Linked DNA regions of Mus musculus: all the other regions are linked to region 3. The links are chromatin contacts, called in public ChIA-PET and HiChIP or PLAC-seq maps. All regions are on one chromosome and are shown on one strand. Each heading gives the region's core, a stretch centred on a gene start, on an enhancer-like site or on the middle of the called end of the contact. The rest is flanking DNA. Distances are from core to core; before and after follow the strand shown.

Region 1 (3,514 bases), core at 648-3,147, 430 kb after region 3:
TATGTGTATGAGTACACTGTAGCTGTCTTCAGACAGAAGAGGGCATTGGATCTCATTACAGATGGTTGTGAGCCACCATGTGATTACTGGGAATTGAACTCAGGACCTCTGGAAGAGCAGTCAGTGCTCTTAACCACTGAGCCATCTCTCTAGCCCCCTAAAATCTTTTTGTTGTTGTTGGGTTTTTTTTTATATACAAAAAAACAGATTTATTTATTATTATATGTAAGTACACTGTAGCTGTCTTCAGACACTCCAGAAGAGGGAGTCAAATCACATTACGGATGGTTGTGAGCCACCATGTGGTTGCTGGGATTTGAACTCCAGACCTTCAGAAGAACAGTCGGGTGCTCTTACCCAATGAGCCATCTCAACAGCCCCTGTTGTTGTTGTTTTGTTTTTGTTTTTTTTCCGAGACAGGGTTTCTCTGCGTAGCCCTGGCTGTCCTGGAACTCACTTTGTAGACCAGGCTGGCCTCGAACTCAGTAATCTGCCTGCCTCTGCCTCCCGAGTGCTGGGATTAAAGGCATGCGCCACCACCACCGCCTGTCTCTAAAATCTTATTTTAAAAATAAAATAAAGGGGCTGGAGAGAGTTCAATTCCCAGCAAGCACATGGTAGCTCACAACCATCTGTAATGGAATCTGATGCCCTCTTTTGGTGTGTTTGAAGAGAGCAACAGTGTACTAACATAAATAAATGAATAAATCTTTAATAAAATAATAAAACAAAACTAATAGAAAATTTAAACTATCAGAAGGCAAGGCTTGGGAAGTAGCGCTAATCAGTAGAGCAGCTCAGCGTAAGCACCAGGCCTGAGCTTCATCCCCAGAGCCTGTGTAACAGACGCAGAAGCACCGATCTGTCTCCCCACAACCTCCCTAGCCTTTTGGAGCTGCTTTTTTCTTTCCTTTTTTTTCCCCCTTGGTTTTCCAAGACAAGGTTTCTCTGTGTACCCCTGGCTGTCCTGGAACTCTGTCTGTGGACCAGGCTAGCTTTGAACTCACACAGATCTACCTGCCTCTGACCCCCGAGTGTATGCCACCATGCCTGGCTGAAACTAATTTTTCTTATAACCTGATGCTAAAAAAAAAAAAAGCCAATATCTCCTGTCATCAACATCATTACCAATCATCTTGGGAAGACCTCTGCTTGTCCTCCTTGACTTGAAATTTTTTTGCTTTTCTTCAAAAAACAAACAAACAAAAAAGTTAAATTGCCAGTCATGGTAGCATACACCTTCAATTCTAGCACACAGTGTCAGCTGAAGCCAGCCTGGTCTACATAGTGAGTTTTAGGAAAGCCAGAGCAATGTAGAGAAATCCTGTCAAGGGGCGAGATGTGTGTGTGTGTGTCTGTGTGTGTGTGTGTGTGTGTGTAAATTTGTTGACTTGACTTATACTGGATGATCTAATGGCCCTGCTACCTACCTGGCTCTCAACATGCACTGTTGCATCTGCCGTAGTATATTTCCCCAGGTACTGGAGCCTGTTTCCATCCTCTCAGAGCACAGTGCTTAATAAAGCCTTGATAAAGGGACCATTCCTGCTAACCTTCTAGAACTGCTGCTCTCCCAAACACCCCACTGACCCTTGTTGAAAACATGATTATTCCATTCCATCACCTCCCACATCCCTCAGTGTAGACACCTGAGGTAATCCCCCACTTCTCAGTAGAGCCTCCCATAACCAGCACCCGCAGAAGAGCAGAACAACCTCCTCACTCATTTCCCTCCAGCTCCTGCTCCTACAGGTTTGCAACTGGGCCACTGTCCCTTCCTTAAGTCAATATTTCCTTTGTGCAGGGATAGAATGTTCTTTCAGGCCAGAGAGGTGTGGTAGTGTAATACAGAACACACAGTGGGCAAACACAAACCAGGCAAAGAGGAACCTCCCTTGGAGCAGCATGCCAAGGAGCAGGCTGCCACTTCCTGCTCAGTAGTCGAGAGAAATGCAGTCCTCCTGTGAGGACTTGCTCAGCTCACAAGCATCAGGTCTCTGAAGACTTCGAGTCCCTCCAAGGATCACTCCCCTAATATTACAGCTTGATAGTATCCAGCTGGTAATGAGGGTCGCGAAAGCAAGGTACCTGCATAGTCCATCTATATTCTACCACTAGGGGAGTGAAAATGAAATGTGTTGCCTACCTGAAAGTCAACATTCAGAGAGCCCTACAAAACAGCTGGGAGTTTTTGAGGAAAATAAAGTTCCTTGATGACTGACTAGGGAAAAGTCCACTGAGAAACCTTTATTTTAAATTTATAGTAAGACAGGGGGTCTGATACTGTATGGTCCCATTACCACAAAGAAACAGTCTATAAGCTGGTAATAACCCCAGTACTCTAGAGGTGGGGGCAGAAAGATCAGAAATCCAAGGTCATCTTTGGCTCTTAACCACTGTCTTAATTAGGGTTACTATTGCTGTGACGAACCACCATGACCAAAGCAACTTGGGAAGGAGAGGGTTTACTTCTTACACTTCCATGTCATAATACATCACTGAAGGAAGCCAGGGCAGGAATTCAAACAGGGCAGGAAGCAGGAGCCCTAGCTGTCCTGTAATCATTATATAGACCAGGTGGACCTCAAACTCACAGAAATCCATAGTGAGACTCTACCCCAACCCCCCAAAAGGCAAGACTTAGTCATCACTGTCCTACTGAGCTACAGATCATCTCACCCCACAGGCCACACTGCTATTTCTAACTTTTCTTTGGGTATCTCACAATGCATCTGTTTTTAGCCCATCACCACGTGATTCCTTCTTAATATCCCATTTTCTTCTAAGATATTTAGATTTTAAGGTTTAAGGTAATTTTCAGGTCTTATGTTTCTTTTACTCCCACACTGAGTTACCTGGAAAGTTTACCATTTTTGCAGCTAGAACACCTCTAACATCCTGTTCCCAAGGCCTTAGTCCATACCTTCACTACCATGTTCCTGGTCCACCGTGCATAGCTCCTAACAGGCTTTTGTGCCTCCAGACTGTCTTCTATTCAAATGAAGAATAGATCATCAGTCTGCCAGCAGCACAGTCCTGCACTCCCAGTTACTCAGGAGGCTGAGGTAGGACAATGACACTTTCAAGGATGCCTGGGCTACAGGGCAAGTTCAAGGCTAATTTGGACTACTGAATAGTCTCAAAATAAAAAAGTCAAAAACAAACAAGAAAACAAAAAAGAAAAAAAGGAAAACCTTGGAAATAGAGACCAATGGCAGAGCACATGCCCAGCAAGCATGAGATTACAAGTTCCACCCCCCAGTGTGGGGAACTAAGGGGAGGAGGCACTATGATCAGATTAGCAGCCCAGAAGCACAGCTCCCAACAGCACATATGCTCCCAACCCACTTCAGCCAGAGGTCGATTTTGGGATATTCAGTCCCTTCTCTGCCTCATTTTCATTAGTGTGTGTGTGTGTCTATATGAGTGTATCTATAACACATGTATATGGGTACCATAGTGCCCAGAAGAGGATATCAGAGCCCCTGGAGCTGGAGTTAACAGGCAAGTGCTG
Region 2 (3,445 bases), core at 453-2,952, 400 kb before region 3:
TTTCCCTCCCTCTCCTTTTGCTTTTATGAGAGATCTGCCTGCCTCTGCCTCCCGAGTGCTGGGGTTAAAGGTGTATGCCACACGCTCAGCTTCTTTCTCTGTGTGAAGAGCTAGAGATGGTGCTCTGGGCCTCATGTGTCCCAGGCAAGCACTGCAAAGCTGAGCTGTGCCAGTGAGCTGCACTACTCAGAGAGGGCAGAGCTTACCCTAGACTCTTAAACCACTGTTGTGTCTTTAATCCAGAACCCTGGGTGTTACCTTCTGTTCATCAGGGACAAAGACTTTCTTGGCTTTTTTGATCATGGGCTGGGGCTTCAGGTCCTCCTCTGCAAACCTGTGCTTCCGAGGGTTGAAGAGCTCCCCCCCTGGTACACTAGAGAGGACCAGGTCGGCAGGGTCAGGGTTGAAGTTCACATCGACCTCCACACAGCTGGGGTCGATGGGACTTGGGGTCTCCCTCTCCTTTTCCAAGGACGATTCTGAAAGACAGGCAGACAATCTAGAAGCATCTCATTGGACAGAAAGAACAAATCACTCCACCATATAACTTGGAGGCAGCACAGACCACTGCTACTTAGAAGAAAACCACACCACCAGCCCGAAAGGCAGACAGACACATGTGGTTCAATTCCTATGATTCTGTCTTTCTTGTGTATGCTATGGATCAAACCCAGGGCTCCATACATGCTAAGCATTTGCTCAACCAGTGACCCATGAGTTCTCCTGTTTAGGAACAGAACTCATGAAAGGAAACAGAGGCTCTCAAAATGGAAGAGATTTTCTAAGTATTTTGTTTCCTGAAGAAATGGCAAGTAAAACACTGAATCATGACAGTCCTTGACCTCCTGTGTTAACCTCAATCTGAACAACAGGGTGAGGACACAGGCTGAGTGAGAGGCTGACAACGGCTTACATCAGGAGCTCCCCCACCCGCCCCCACCCGCCCCCAGCCCATGTCAGTCACTGTGCTCAAGTTACAGCTCTGAAATGAGTGTTAAGTCTTATTTTACAGAAAAGGATACCAAGGGTCAGAGAAATGCAATTGGCTTTCCAGAATCCCACAGGAAAATAACTGAACGAAAACGTGGTCTTGGCCTGGCTGACTCTGGCTCCTGGGTCCTCCTGTTCCATATGGCTGGCTGTTTTGTAGGTAAACATTGGGTTAATGTCAATTTTAGAGTTCAAAGATTGTGCTGATATAAGAGTTGTTTTAAAAGAAAATTGAACCTCTGGCCTACATGTTCAATATTTCCAATACAAGTACACCAAATATTCAGCCAATAGATAGCTACTGAACACAAACTACACCCCTGGTACTGTCCTGGCAGAGAAAACACAGTGTAACAGAGAGGTTAAAGCCATGGTTCTTAACAGGAGACAATTTTGCCCTGCAGGAGGTATCTGGCCACAACAGGACTCCAGGGTGAACCTGGCATAATTGTGTGTAAAAGCCTGAAGGTTACTATAAACCTTGCACCAAAAAAGAGGCCAAAATTAAAGCCAAAACATTCTCTCTCTCATTCTCTGTCTCTGTCTGTCTGTCTGTCTGTCTGTCTCTCTCACACACACATACACACACACTCTTACACATACACACTCACACATCAAATTATCTGCCCTATTCGTGGCATAAGTGAGGCATGATCAAATTTAGGTTTTCACCAGGATCAGGTAGGGTGTGGTGATATAAGCCACAGAAGACTTTGTTTCCCCTCCAAAGCTGTGACTATGTGGTGTACATGTTTGTGAGACCTGGAGCTCAGTGGTTAAAGGTGTGAATATGTGGTGTACATGTTTCCTCCAAAGGTGTGAATATGTGGTGTCATGTTTGTGAGACCTGGAGCTCAGTGGTTAAAGGTGTGAATATGTGGTGTACATGTTTCCTCCAAAGGTGTGAATATGTGGTGTCATGTTTGTGAGACCTGGAGCTCAGTGGTTAAGAACACTCATGGGCTGGAGAGATGGCTCAGCTGTTAGGAGCTGCTGACTGCTCTTCCAGAGGTCCTGAGTTCAATTCCCAGCAACCACATGGTGGCTCACAACCATCTGTAATGGGATCCGATGCCCTCTTCTGGTGTGCCTGAAGACAGCCACAGTGTACTCATATAAATAAAAACTAAATTTACAAAAAGATCACTCACCACTCTTGTACAGGACCTGGTTGTAGTTTCTATCATCCACATAGCAGCTCACAGTTGCCTCTAACTCAAGTTCCAAGGGACCCAACACCTTCCTCTGGCCTCTGTTGGCACTTTATACATGATGCACATACAATTCACACTGGCAAACACTCATACACATAAAATAAATGATGTTGGGCATGGTGGCAAACGCCTTTAATCCCAGCACTTGGGATGAAGAGGTAGATGGATATCTGTGAGTCTGAGGCCAGCTTGGTCTACAATGTGAGTTCCAGGACAGCCAGGGCTACACATAAAAATCCTGTGATGAAGAAAGAATAAGAAAGAACAGGGAGGAAGAGGAGAAGGAGGGAAGAAGGGGAATACATTCATGTCTACTGACTCATCCAGTCTATTCCTAAGTAAACACCTAAGAGAAATACACAAAAGCACTGTCCAGGACACATGCACACAAGTGTTCCTAGAAGCTCTGTTAAGAATTCCAACTAGGGCTGGAGAGATGGCTCAGCGGTTAAGAGCACTGACTGCTCTTCCAGAGGTCTTGAGTTCAATTCCCAGCAACCACATGGTGGCTCACAACCATCTGTAATGAGATCCAAAGCCCTCTTCTGGTGTGTCTGAAGAGAGTGACAATGTACTCACATAAAAAAAAATAACCTCCAACTATAGCCAGGGCAGTGGTGGCGCACGCCTTTAATCCCAGCACTTGGGAGGCAGAGGCAGGCGGATTTCTGAGTTCGAGGGCAGCCTGGTCTACAGAGTGAATTCCAGGACAGCCAGAGCTATACAGAGAAAGCCTGTCTCGAAAAACCAACAACAAAACAAAACAAAACAAAACAAAACAAAAAAACCCTCCAACTATACCACATAGTGAGCTCCACTGTCCTTCAACTGCAGAATGGTTACACAGTGGTGTGCAGTGTGCTCACATGGCATTAGTCACCAATGGGGACTGGCAAACTTCCCCTACAGTGACATGACTTTCACAAAACACTGTATAAAGGAGGACAGGCACAAAACACACACTACTGATGCCTTTTCTACAAAGGGAGTGAGAAAAATAAAGGCTTTTAGTTTCGTATCTACCTTTCTATGTAGCTCAGGCTGGACTGAATTCATGGCTATCCTCCTGCCTTAGTTTCGTGAGTACTAGGATCACAGGTATTAGTCAACATACCCAGCTTTCTATTAAGTATGTTCTGTGAAACTATTTTAGTTTCTGAGACAAGTTCTCACTATTGTGTAGCTCTGTATGTCCTAAAACTCACTCTGTAGACCAGGATAGCCTCAAGCTCACAGAGATC
Region 3 (3,953 bases), core at 1,202-3,701:
ACCAAATAATAAATAATATGCACTTCACAAAGTAGTACAAGCTATAATTATTACCCAAAATTAAGAATTTACAATTGTTAGTTGTATGGTATAGCATACAAGTGATACCAACAGCTAGAAGGTTGAAAAAGGAGAAACCTTTTGAGGTCAACCTGGGCCACACAATGAACACCTGTCTCAAATTCAAAAATGACAGCAGAGTAAGGCATGTGTGGTTCCCTATTTCCAGAACTTAGAGGTAGCAGGATTTGGAGAGCAAGGTTATCGTTATGCTATAGAGCGAGTTCAAAGCTATTTTGGCCTATGTAAAAATCTACCCAACCCAAACCAAAAAATACTACATTTGAGAGGTTGTCATCATGGTAATGCAATGGCTGGTAGGACTTTGGAAGAGGATAAATGATGTGGATAATTACTACTCACGCCCAAGTAACTATGTGCATACAAGTCTCAGGTCTTCGGTTTTCTCATCAAACAGCAATAAGTCAGAAGTGACCACTCAGGGGTCTGCTGGTCAAGTTCCCCCCGCACCCCTCCCTGCACCTTACCACAAGTCACAGTCATCTGGAAAGAGAGGACTTCAATTGAGAAAATGCCTCCATAAGATTGATGTATAGCGCTGGAGAATTGACTCAGCAATTGAGAGCATTTGTTGCTCCTTCAGAGGGCCCAGGTAATTGATTCCTAGTACATATATGGCAGCTTATAACCATATGTAACTCCAGTTTTAGAACCACACAAGTAAACAACAAAACAAACAAAATAAACAAATAAATGATAAAAAAATGAAATCAAATAGAAAATTTTTATAATTCAGCTCTAGTTGGCAGTGCACAGAATTCCAGGTGATAGTTATAATATAAAGGTGAACCAAAACGGATAGTCAACATGAATTAGACATATAGGTAAAAAGCTATAAAAGAGCATATACAGCAGACAGCCTATGTTTAGGATTCTGAGGTGAAGCCTACTGCTCAGTGGAGAACACATGCAGTCTTTATGAAGTTCTGGGTCCGCTTTCTAGAAAAACTCCAATTCTAGGGGATCTGAGAGCCGATGCCCTCTTCTGACATCTACAGACATCAGGCATGTGAACACACACACACACACACACACACACACACACACACACGCAAAGCATTCATGCACATAATGTAAAATAAAACTAAACAGGTTGAGGTGGGCATGATGCTAATCCTGGCACTTGGGGAGGTGAAGTAAGGAAGTCACTAATGAGTTCCAGGTCAGAGAGGGCTACATAAAGGAATGTGTCAAAAGCAAACACCATTATTTATTTCTCTTTCTCACTCCCGCTTCGCTTCCTTTCCTTTCCTTTCCCTTTCCCTTTCCCTTTCCTCCCCTCCCTTCCCCTTCCCTTCCCAGCCTTAATGATCTCCGGACTTGCTGAAATTTGCTGAGTCAGTCTATGGGGTCATGACATGTACATTTTCCTTGATAAAGTTCACCCAATGGTTTTGACACACAAGTGGGCATCAGATCCCCTGGGACTTGAGTTACAAGGTTATGAGCCACCATGTGGGTGCTGAGAATCAAATGCAGGTTGTCTAGAAGAGTAAATAGTGCTCTTTATCGCTGAGCCATCTCTGCAGCCCAACACTTCAGATATTAAAGTCAAATCTTGAACAATTAATTTTTTAAAGATTTATTTATTTATTATATATATATGAGTACACTGTAGCTATCTTCAGACACACTAGAAGAGGGCGTCAGATCCCATTATAGATGGTTGTGAGCCACCATGTGGTTGCTGGGATTTGAACTCAGGACCTCTGGAAGAGCAGTCAGTGCTCTTAACAACTGAGCCACCTCGCCAGCCCAACAATTAACTTTTAAGCCAGGCAATGGTGGCGCACACCTTTAATCCCAGCACTTGGGAGGCAGAAGCAGGTGGATCTCTGTAAGTCTGAGGCCAGCCTGGTCTACAGAGTGAGTTCCAGAACAGCCAGGGCTACACAAAGAAACCCTGTCTCAAATCAACCAACAAACAAAAAAACCACTTCTTTTTTAAGGGAGAACTTACCTAAATTATATAAAGATGAGTTTGTAAGTGACTTAGAAACATTTAAGGGGAGACATCTTGGGAGTGTGACTCTATAACTCAACAGTACTTTTCTGAGTGTGGAATTATAAGTAACTAAGTATGCTTTTCTACATTTGGTACTATTTGTCTCACGGTAGGACTCCTTTAACAGGAAAAAGATTGACATATTTTGCCAAAGTTGTAAATTGTAGGCTTTCCTGTAACTATGTCAAATGCTAAATGTGAGGTTTTTTTTTTTTTTTGAGCAAAGTTACAACTGACACATTTTACACCTTAAGTTGACTTCAGCTCTGTAGTTCTCACAGGCTCTCACAATATAGCTCTGGCCGTGCTGGACCTCGTTATATAGACCAGGGTTGTAACCTCCCCCACCCCCTCAGCCTGAAACCTGTTTGCTCAGGTTTCACTGTTTGCATGGGGTGGAGCCTGCCGCTCTATCGGTCAGCCACGCCCACTGCTGGAGCCTGCCGCTCTATCGGTCAGCCACGCCCACTGCTGGAGCCTGCCGCCTTGCTGTTCTGGAGCCATACACGTGGTCACCCTGCAACTGGACTCCAGGATTACTTGGCGGGAATTAGCCCCATCCCCCTCCTTCATAACTCGGTGCACGAATTAGTAAAATTGAGCTTTGATCAGAACCCGATTGTCTTAGCTCCGTTCTTTTTCCCGTCTGTCTAGTTCCTTTCTTTCAGCTCTTCAGCCGTACCCGTTCCTCGAGAGCTGCTGGCCGGCTCGAAGCACAGGGTCACCTCAGACTCACAAGATATCCTTCTCCCTCTGATTCTCAAGTGCTAGGATTAAGGCATGTGTCATCACTACTGGCTAAAACAGATTAAAAGAACGTATATATGTCTGTTTATGGATAAGTGTGCAGGATTCATGCTTAAATACCATATCCCTGTAAAGTCTGCATGCTCAGTGGCATGGCACACAGTCTCTTTAAACTTTAAGACATTGATGACTTCTGTGAAAATATTTTACGTATGTATGTATGTATGTATGTAATGTATGCATGCATACATGCACGCACCTATACCACTGATCTTTGTTCCTAACATAATACTTTGACCAGGTACTGGCACCATACTGAACAGTGGCCACATCCTTCCAAGCACAGAGCTCATATTACTGTGAAAAAACAAACCAAAACCAAAACCAAACCCACTACCTTTGTGACTAGGAGGAGGAGAGGGTATGAAAAGTGTGCATCTTCACTCACAAAAGCTGACTCCAAGTACTATTTTTCTCCTTTTCAAGGGAACTTCCATGTTCTATGTGCTCAGCACCAAGACTAAATATTGATGTTTTATTTCAAGTTGCTTTTAATACTGTTCGCAGAGCGATATTCAGATCTGCGACCAAGGCAAAAATAAAGATCATATACAGAATATAGAAAACAGTGATTTAGACATGAAGTCATTCATCTTTATATGCTTGTGATGGTCAAGGCCTGGCAAATGCAGCTTACCACAAAGTATTTCACCACAAGAAATCAATTATTTCAAAGCTGGTAAAATTTAGGTATCAATTCAACCTTTCTTCTTCCTTTAAACAAAAACTACAAGTAGGTTGATAGGGTTAAAAAAAAAGTAGTATCAACTGGACTACTATTATGCTTACCTTACAGCTTTGAAAAACTCTGATTTCTTGTGTGTTTCAGTGGTGAGCTGCATTTCCTGAGTGTCAGCAGACTGCCCAGCAGGAATTCCAGCCTGATGGAGAATCAGCCAAAGGAAGTCCTCACTGAGAGACACAGTGGTATCATTCACTGAGTGGAAACAGTGAAAGAATAACATATTTCTAAAGGGAATTTACATTATTAATACTGTGCTTTTGTAGCAACTTACAGAAATACACTTTCATCTTTCGTGGTGGAAGGAATAAGTAATTT

The links. ChIA-PET counts read pairs in DNA pulled down with a chosen protein or histone mark. HiChIP or PLAC-seq counts read pairs in DNA pulled down with a chosen protein or histone mark.
Region 1: a contact with region 3 is called in a FOXA1 HiChIP or PLAC-seq map of pancreatic cancer cells. The contact joins two enhancer-like sites. A contact is called at or near these places in 8 of 39 promoter capture datasets (the 3T3-L1 cell line, 3T3-L1-derived adipocytes, the C10 cell line and 4 more), 1 of 15 datasets of contacts at CTCF or cohesin (the NIH/3T3 cell line), 3 of 115 datasets of contacts at active chromatin or transcription factors (the NIH/3T3 cell line, embryonic fibroblasts and pancreatic cancer cells) and 1 of 9 other capture datasets (adipose tissue).
Region 2: an RNA polymerase II ChIA-PET map of memory CD8 T cells shows a contact between it and region 3, with 5 read pairs. The contact joins two enhancer-like sites. A contact is called at or near these places in 4 of 39 promoter capture datasets (the C10 cell line, liver, neural stem cells and 1 more), 1 of 484 Hi-C or Micro-C datasets (CD4 T cells), 2 of 115 datasets of contacts at active chromatin or transcription factors (large pre-B cells and memory CD8 T cells) and 2 of 9 other capture datasets (liver and macrophages).

The regions. Positions count from the first base shown.
Region 1 is chr15:80,988,269-80,991,782 of GRCm38.p6, reverse strand. The region is part of intron 1 of Sgsm3 (small G protein signaling modulator 3); the gene reads right to left. Among named protein-coding and RNA genes, the nearest start is that of Sgsm3, 12 kb to the right of the region's middle. Within about 2 kb of position 1,897, at least 36 of the 459 cell types and tissues checked have an H3K27ac peak or open chromatin away from gene starts, as enhancers often do. A contact at or near this core is called in pancreatic cancer cells, where this site is marked.
Region 2 is chr15:81,818,233-81,821,677 of GRCm38.p6, reverse strand. It overlaps Tef (thyrotroph embryonic factor), which reads right to left. Exons shown (of 4, transcript NM_017376.3): 3 at 259-479. Among named protein-coding and RNA genes, the nearest start is that of Tef, 8.5 kb to the right of the region's middle. Within about 2 kb of position 1,702, at least 10 of the 459 cell types and tissues checked have an H3K27ac peak or open chromatin away from gene starts, as enhancers often do. A contact at or near this core is called in memory CD8 T cells, where this site is marked.
Region 3 is chr15:81,415,724-81,419,676 of GRCm38.p6, reverse strand. The region is part of intron 2 of Xpnpep3 (X-prolyl aminopeptidase 3, mitochondrial); the gene reads right to left. Gm17025 (predicted gene 17025) reads left to right here. Exons shown (of 3, transcript NR_166833.1): 2 at 479-673; 3 at 3,723-3,953. Among named protein-coding and RNA genes, the nearest start is that of Gm17025, 4.0 kb to the left of the region's middle. Within about 2 kb of position 2,451, at least 106 of the 459 cell types and tissues checked have an H3K27ac peak or open chromatin away from gene starts, as enhancers often do. A contact at or near this core is called in memory CD8 T cells and pancreatic cancer cells, where this site is marked.